Linked DNA regions of Sus scrofa: all the other regions are linked to region 2. The links are chromatin contacts, called in public Hi-C and HiChIP or PLAC-seq maps. All regions are on one chromosome and are shown on one strand. The core of a region is the stretch at or near the end of the contact, and the rest is flanking DNA. Distances in the headings are between cores, read along the strand shown. Region 1 has its middle 200 kb from the start of FGGY. Region 2 has its middle 18 kb from the start of MYSM1. Region 3 has its middle 220 kb from the start of FGGY.

Region 1 (2,700 bases), core at 170-2,669, 320 kb after region 2:
GTTGAGAGTTTAGTTTTATTTGGGGTGAAATTATGACTTAAGCCTGGGAGACAGCAACTCAGGTAGCCCTGAGAATCCTCTCCCAATAGCATTTATTTTTTAAACACCTACCATGTGCTCAATATTTGGCCTCTCTAAATAAACAAGGTCCCTCTGATTAATATGTGTACTGGAATGGTTAAACTATCTCCTGAATAATTTGAACTATTGTGGGCATGATGTTTCTTGTTTTTGTCACTTCTGCTAATTTCACTTTGTGGCTCCCCACTCCCTTTTTTTAAAATACCAAAGTTAGACTAATGATCTCTTTGTATAATTCTCTCTGCAGATGTGTGCCTTCCTTCAGAATGGCAGGAGCCTCCCTGTGAATCTCCCATTGCAAAATGCTGTAAGATTCACAGTGACGTTTACACAACATCATCTGACAGGACACATGGACCAAGGGGCCATGCTGACTGCATTACAGCTCAGATCTCCTGAGAAGCTGTCCTGCTTTGGGCCCCATTTAAAACCAACATCTTTCTGTGTCACCCAGTATATGAGCCCAAGCAGGATTCCTTCATGTGGAATGTGTTGCCTCAAGAACCCAAGGAAGCCTATCTGGTGCCACACTTTGGCCACCTTTTGGGAAAACAGTGAATTTCCAATGAGGGCTGTCAGCATGTCAGGATGCAGGGATCAGTGGATGCTGGCTTAGACGCTGCTTACCACAGGAACATTCTAGAATGTTTCAAGGAGATTTTATAAAGGACGACCAGAGTTCCTAATCTCTTTTCTACCCATGTTCTCCTCCTATTCCTTCTCCAAAGCTAGCCTAATATGTCAGCCTAATATTGGTTCAAGTACAGTTGGGAGACAGAAAGCACACCAGCTATCTTAACAGAGAGAATTTAATATAAAGACTGTTAACCAGGAGTCAAAGAACTAAAACAGCAAAAAGAGTAGCAGAAGGTAACAACCGCAGGAAGCTGCTGCCACCTCCAGCACTGAGGGAACCGAAAGAAGAGGCTGAAGTTAACAGGGATCTGCTATATAGTACAGGGAACTCTATGCAATATTCTCTAATAATCTATATGGGAAAAGACTCTGAAAAAGAATGGATGTGAATACATGCATAACTGAATCATTTTGTTATACAGCAGAAATTATCACAACATTGCAAATCAATTATACTTCAATAAAATTTTAAAAAATGAAAAATAAATGTAGAAATTTGAATGCAGGGTCTGGAGGATTTAAACACAGCAGGTGTGGCTCCACTAGGGCAGAAGTCTCTGCACTTGGAGGAGGAGCTCTGTGGGACTGCAACCCAGACCTGGGTGTGCCAGTAACTAGAGGAGATGTCCTTGCGATGATGCAGCAAAGCTGGTTCTCTGAGAATCAGAAACCCCCCACTTGAATTCAACTGGAAGGAATGGCTGCTGCCTTGAAGAGGCAAGGCTGGGGTGATCCTGACAAAAACAGGAAGCACAAGTTTCTTCTTCCTCTGCTGGGCCTACAGTCTCTCTCTAGCACCCCCTATTGGCACAGCCTAAAAGGGAGCTGATGGCAAAGGAGGCATTTGTAATGATTTTTATTTTTTCCATTATACCTGATTTACACTGTTCTGTCAATTTCCTGCTGCACAGCAAGGTGACCCAGTCACACATACATGTATACATTCTTTTTTCTCACATTATCATGCTCCATCATAAGTGACCAGACATAGGTCCGAGTTCCATATAAATGTTTTGATTGTTTGTTCTAGTTCTGTGAAAAATGTCATGGGTAAGTTGATAGGGATTGCATTGAATGTGTAGATTGCTTTGGGTAGTATGGCCATTTTTACAATCAATATTAATTTTTCAACCCAGGAGCATGGAATATCTTTCCATTTCTTTGCATTCTCTTTAATTTCCTTGATGAATGTTTTATAGTTCTCAACATATAAGTCTTTCACCTGCAAAGGAGGCATTTGGTTTGGAGAGTCCCAGCCCAGTGTCCTGAAACAGATTGTGGGAGGTTATAACTGGGAGACAACAGAGCATCCTCAACACTGGTGACAGTTACTTGGTATCTTTACTCTTTCATTTCCTTGAATGCTCCATTATAATAAGTGCTGACATTTGCATATCTCACTACAATTGTTTTTTTTGTCTTTTGTCCTTTTAGGGCCGCACACACGTTACATGGAGGTTCCCAGGCTAGGGGTCTAATCAGAGCTGTAGCCACGGGCCTACACCACAGCTACAGCAACATGGGATCCGAGTCGCGTCTGCAACCTACACCACAGCTCACGGCAACACCGGATCCTTAACCCACTGAGCGAGACCAAGGATCGAACCTACAACCTCATGGTTCCTAGTAGGATTTGTTAACCACTGAGCCACGACGGGAACTCCGTCACTACAATTTTTGTTCAGGACTATTATCTCATTTAATCTCTTGAGAATGGCAGGAATCATTCTTTCCCTGTTGAAGATAATGGTGTCCAGAAAAGCTGAGCACCTGCCTAATGACGTACAATATATCAATAATAGACTTGATATATATCTCTTTCATCTCACATTCAAGGTCTGTCTTCTCAAACTCTGCCCACAAAGTAAAGCATTCATGACCCTATCTTTATTAACAAATCCTCGATTAACTGAAAATTCGGCTAAGCATACTTAATCATTATCATTTTAATTCTCCTTGAGTGAGTTAAAATTTCTTCTGTTC
Region 2 (2,839 bases), core at 33-2,532:
TTGAGTGATAGGAGGTATTCATAAATTTTAGAGGTTAATCCCTTGTCAGTCACTTCATTTGCAAATATTTTCTCCCATTCTGTGGGTTGTCTTTTTGTTTTGTTTATGGTTTCCTTTGCTGTGCAGAAACTTTTAAGTTTAATTAAGTCTCATTTGTTTATTTTTATTTTTATTGTCATTACTCTAAGGGGTGGATCTGATAAGGTATTGCTGTTGTTTATGTCAGAGAGTGTTTGGCCTATGTTTTCCTTGAAGAGTATCTGGTCTTATATCTACAGGAAGATGTTTCTGATAAAATGATATACATTTTGAAAAGTAAATGCTTGAACACATCTCCATTGTAAGATTAGATTCTATTAGTAGTTCTCAAATTATATTGATGGACTGGATTTAAAAAAAATGTTAACTACTGTGAGCTGATACTTTCATTAAAGATAATAAAACTATTGCTGAAATGTGCAGTTGCTATAAAAGCTTCCAAGAGATTACTTTCACTTTTTGTACACAACTGACCAAGGACTGGTAACAATTTGCAGAGGAGCTACGATCCACGGATCCCACTCTTAGTAGCACTGCATTAGATCAATTAATGTTTTGACAACCCTATTGGGCTGGAATTATCTAGTCTCCATATTATAGGAGAGAAAACTACAGAAATGAGAGGTTAAGCAGCTTGTCTGGAACTCAGATTCAGATGCAGGTGTTTTGGCACATGGTCAATGCAGGACTCCTAGTCCTAACTCTTAGAGATGCAGAGTAAGATTTAGTATCCCTGGGATGTGCATGATCTAGTGGAAGAAACAGACAAATACGTAACAGCTTGATCAATTTTTCTACCTGAACATTTTTATTATCAAGTGAAAATCGAAGGGCAAGACTCTCACCCCACTGAAACTGCCTTCGGCTCCAAAACCCCTCTCCAGTCAGCTACTCAGGAATCTTCTCAGCTTACCCTAATATGAGTAACACACATCGTGGAACCATCCAAATATCTAGTTCCGTCTTCTGACTCTAACCCGCCCTCATTGTGAAAAGGCCTGTGGGACAGAGGAAATGACTGTTCCCAAGCCCAAGTTCAACATCTTTTGGAGCATTTGTGCCCCTTCCGGAGGAGTGTGAAGGGGACATGATGAGAAATTAATTGGTGCATCTGTTCTCACGTCTGCTTGTGAGAAGCCTATGATCGCAAACAACTCATCTGGGGGCACATCAATCTCTCCCCCAGAGGTACCACCCCCACACCATTTGTAGACCACACGCTCTGGTGTGTGAATCACCTCCTGGGATGAGCAACTGTTGACTCATGGCTCCAGAGAGCTTCCTATTGAAACAACAGTTGCCCTAAAGCCTTGGAAAGAGAGTAAAATGACTTGTGAAGGAAATGAGAGAGTAAAACATCCCTTTGTCAACTGTGAGGCTGTTACAGCTGGAAACGGGCCTTGTTTCCTACTGGCAACAGCATCCAAGTATCTGCAGGCTCTTAAGGCCTGGACCTACCACAGCTCAATGGGCAGTTTCCTGAGTCTTTCCAGTGGTGCTACTGGGCAGGGGCTCTGCTCTAATTATTTAAGAGAGACATTTAATGAGCATTTACTATATGCCAGACACTATACAAAACAATCTACATATTCAAATTTATTTTATTCTCAAAACAAACAATACTATAAGGTAGATGCTGTTATGATTTCCATTTTACAGGTGATTTAAACTGAGGCACAGAGTGGTTAAGAACTTACCAAAGGCAGAGATCTGGAAAGGGAAAGAGCCAAGGCAATTCGGCCCCTGAGTGTTTGCCCTCAAGTGCTGAACGTAGAGAACATGCAGCCTCAGAGGAGGGGCTTCGTCATCTGTAGTAGCATTCTTTGACATTTATTGGACACCTGCTTTGGCCTCAGTTAGGCTACAGAGTGATGCAAAGAATATGGCATCACACCTGGTTAAGGTCCTTGACCTTTCATAGCATCTGTGTTCTCATCTTGGGATGGCGATTCCATGTCTCTTTAGAGTCTGGGGGAAGATCCAAGGAGATCATGTATCAAAAGCACACATCTGACAGGCCTGGCCTATGGCAGACTCCCCGCACATGCTGTGGACCCATCCTCCCTAAGACACACACAAGACTGTGTAACTGTGTGAACAGGAGAGACACATGACAGACACAGAGTGATTAGAACTCTGGTGGGGAGTTCCCGTCGTGGCTCAGTGGTTAACGAATCCGACTAGGAACCATGAGGTTGCGGGTTTGGTCCCTGCCCTTGCTCAGTGGGTTAACGATCGGGCGTTGCCTTGAGCTGTGGTGTAGGTTGCAGACGCGGCTCGGATCGCGCGTTGCTGTGGCTCTGGCATAGGCCAGTGGCTACAGCTCCGATTCGACCCCTAGCCTGGGAACCTCCATATGCCGCGGGAGCGGCCCAAAGAAATAGCAAAAAGACAAAAAAAAAAAAAAAAAAAAAAAAAGAACTCTGGTGGAAGCACGTTCAATTTTAGGATAAGGCAAATGAGAATTGTGATGAGATTGTAAGATTTATGTGTCTTATCTAATTTAGCCCTAGTAGTCCTATAACTTTGGTATTATTTTGTCCACTTATTAGATGAAGACCTGTAATTTTGGTACTGAGGAAAGAAACACATTCCATGAAAGGAAGAGCTTGGGGAGACCTAATTGCAGACACTGTTGACTGAGCACTTACTGTGTGCCACGTTTGCTAATATACTGGGCTGAGGTCTCACAACAGGAATTTTTTTTTTTTTTTTTTTTGTCTTTTTGCCATTTCTAGGGCCGCTCCCGTGGCATATGGAGGTTCCCAGGCCAGGAGTTGAATCGGAGCTGTAGCCACCG
Region 3 (2,790 bases), core at 198-2,697, 300 kb after region 2:
AGATAAAAGCTCTTCGAGGATAAGACTGTCTTTTTTTTTTTTTTTTGGCTTTTTAGGGCCGCACCTGCAGCATATGGAGGTTCCCAGACAAGGGGTCCAATTGGAGCTACAGCTGCCAGCCTACACCACAGCCCAGCAACGCAGGATCCGAGCTATGCCTGCGACCTACACCACAGCTCACGGCAATGCCAGGTGCTTAATCCACTGAGTGAAGCCAGGGATTGAACCCACAACCTCATGGTTCCTAGTCAGATTTATTTCCCCTGCGCCATGACGGGAACTCCAAGACTGTCTCTTAACTCATCCTTTTTTTCCTCTTTCCAAAGCCCCAGCGGTCCTCGGGGACAAGTACCATCTACATCACGAGGGACCTTGGTAGAAATACAAATTCTCAGCATCACCTCACCCCCAACCAGATCTACTGAATCTGAAACTCTAGGGTGAGGCCAGCAAACTGTACTTTTAACGGGTCTTCCAGTCTGAGAAGCCCTGACCTGGAGAGACCCCCCCCCCCCCATTTCATGCCTGATCTCCTGGGACAGCTCCTCACTGAGCTTCAACGGTTACTTTCCAATCTGTTCTCCACACTACAGCCAGATTACTTGGTTGTAACATGTAAGGACCCTGTTCAAAAGCCTTAAGTGGCTTCCTTTTGCCCTTAAAATTAAACGCAGATCCCTCACCATGGCCTACAGGGTCCTCTGTGATCTGGTCTTGCTTTTTTCTCCAGCCTTGCCCTGTATTTCCCCTCCACTAACTCTCCACCACCAGACACACTGGCTTTGCTTTCACATCTCAGACCAGAAGATCCTTCCTGCCTTAGGGTGTCCACCAGGGCCAGGGACAACAGGAGTGAGTCACCTTCTCTGCCCTTCAGGAGGGACGGTCAAGTAGGAGAGACAAATATGGACACAAATAAACATGCAGATTACAGGAAGCAAAGTAACAGTGCTGAGCACATGATAGAGCAGCCAAGATTAATTCCATTTGGGGACTCCCTTTCTGTGGCCACATCCAACTGCTTCTAAAGTTCTAAGGGGCAGGTTGTCCCACATGAACATTCCAACACTAGCCATTCCATCGCCCTGAGCCTCAGTCCCCACGTCTGTAAAATAGGGGCAAGGGAAGGCGCACATCAGGAGGCATGGAAAGCACCCTGGAGCCCAGGACAGGCCTGTGGCAGGGGCTCAGCAGGGTGACAGTTCTCTCTTATCTCTGCAGCAGAGTCAAGTTGTGATCTAGGGAGGCTGTGGGCAGGGGGGAGAGCCCTGAGCCTCAGTAGAAAATTAAGCACGTCCAGAAAAAAATGACGAGCTTGAGGTTAGGCCTAAAGAGAAAGGAAATTTCCCCTCCACACTGAGAAATCTCCCTCCTGTGGGTGTGGTAGCGAATGTGAAAGTGGAACCTCCCTCCTGGCTCCTGCACTTACCAGAAGGGGCAGTGAGGCTTGCAGGGGCCTTACAGAAAAAGCAGCAGCTGAACAGGAACTGGGGCCACCAGTTCTGGGAAGCTGGGGGCTTCTGGGGCAGAGCCCAGAGGCCCAGTGTTTACAAAGTCCAGAAGTACCTGCACCCAGACTGGGTTAGACAGAAACTGAACCGAGGTGAGCCCTTGGCACCGTCCCCCAGAGCTGGAAAGCTGGAGAGAAAGCCAGGATCACTTCTCCCGGGCACAGGGCTCCAGGCTCTTCAGACAAACAGCCGAGCTATAGCCTCTGAGAGGAAGTGGGGAATCCTTCCTCCCAGAGTGGATTAGCTATTCCTTCCTTCATTCACTCACTCCCAATTCCTTCTTCTGTGAAATAGGAAAAAAGAATTCCCTTGCTGTCTCTTTGGAATTCATATAGCAGGGAAGGATGGAAGAAGGTTTGCTGTAGAGCTCAAATGAGATAATGAATTCAGTCATCATTTAATGTGTACTAACTAAGCACCTGCTGTAATAATAATAAGGACACTTACGGAGTGCTTCGTTATTCCTTACAAGCACTCTCTGAGGTAGCTGCTGTTATTTCCATTTATGGATGAGGAAACTGCGGCTCTGAGAGGTGAACTTGTTTAGATCACACTGCTCGTCAGTGCTAGAGCTGGGATTTGAACATGAGCAGACTCTGAACTTGTCCTGGGTGCAGAGCTACAAACAGGGCCCAGGCCTTATCTCCGGCACTAGAGAGAGGGCATCTTCAAGGTCGGGAATGATCATCTATTAACCAGAATCTGCAAATTCTAGACCACAGCCCAGGGTGCAGTGGCTGATCACTAAATGTGGGTGGGCAACTTAAAACAAAGTGAAATGAAGCAATCTGGTGGGGCAGAGAAGGAAGCAGACAGACAGCACTGTGATGTAACAGGTAGGTGCCTGCAAAGGGCTCCCTGGAGTTTGCGCTGGGTCAGTGTGTACCAGTCAGGGTCTCAATGGCCCATCCACTTAGTGTATTCAGAGGAGGGCTTATCTGCAAAGCTACAGATGTGGAAGAATCACAAGGGAGAAACAGGAGCTTAGTAGTTGCCAAACATTTGCCACAAGGGGAGTGAGAGTCCTGCAGAGCCAACCACCTTAAGAGGAGCAGCAAGGGTCATGGCCAGGTCCAGAGGACTTACAACGAGGAACTCATTCCCTCTCTCCTTCTGAAGCTCCTGATTGGTGAAGAATCCACTAATGCCATCTCCATGGGCCAACCTCCTGGGCACAGAGCAAATGGAGAAAGCTGGAGTATAGATCTAAAAGGGAAAATAAAAGATACTCTGCACATCTTAGGGAGAAGGTGCAGGTATTTACTGGAAAGTAGAGCTG

Evidence for each region. Hi-C and Micro-C count contacts between places; a contact is called where the count stands out from the background. HiChIP or PLAC-seq counts read pairs in DNA pulled down with a chosen protein or histone mark.
Region 1: a Hi-C map of alveolar macrophages shows a contact between it and region 2, with 1.8 times the contacts expected there. The contact joins two enhancer-like sites. A contact is called at or near these places in 4 of 47 Hi-C or Micro-C datasets (alveolar macrophages, blood, embryonic fibroblasts and 1 more) and 1 of 2 datasets of contacts at active chromatin or transcription factors (alveolar macrophages).
Region 3: an H3K27ac HiChIP or PLAC-seq map of alveolar macrophages shows a contact between it and region 2. The contact joins two enhancer-like sites. A contact is called at or near these places in 2 of 47 Hi-C or Micro-C datasets (blood and fibroblasts) and 1 of 2 datasets of contacts at active chromatin or transcription factors (alveolar macrophages).

Annotation. Positions count from the first base shown.
Region 1 is chr6:153,415,295-153,417,994 of Sscrofa11.1, reverse strand. No RefSeq gene overlaps it. Among named protein-coding and RNA genes, the nearest start is that of FGGY, 200 kb to the right of the region's middle. Within about 2 kb of position 1,419, at least 5 of the 83 cell types and tissues checked have an H3K27ac peak or open chromatin away from gene starts, as enhancers often do. A contact at or near this core is called in alveolar macrophages, where this site is marked.
Region 2 is chr6:153,735,819-153,738,657 of Sscrofa11.1, reverse strand. No RefSeq gene overlaps it. Among named protein-coding and RNA genes, the nearest start is that of MYSM1, 18 kb to the left of the region's middle. Within about 2 kb of position 1,282, at least 11 of the 83 cell types and tissues checked have an H3K27ac peak or open chromatin away from gene starts, as enhancers often do. A contact at or near this core is called in alveolar macrophages, where this site is marked.
Region 3 is chr6:153,433,003-153,435,792 of Sscrofa11.1, reverse strand. No RefSeq gene overlaps it. Among named protein-coding and RNA genes, the nearest start is that of FGGY, 220 kb to the right of the region's middle. Within about 2 kb of position 1,447, at least 34 of the 83 cell types and tissues checked have an H3K27ac peak or open chromatin away from gene starts, as enhancers often do. A contact at or near this core is called in alveolar macrophages, where this site is marked.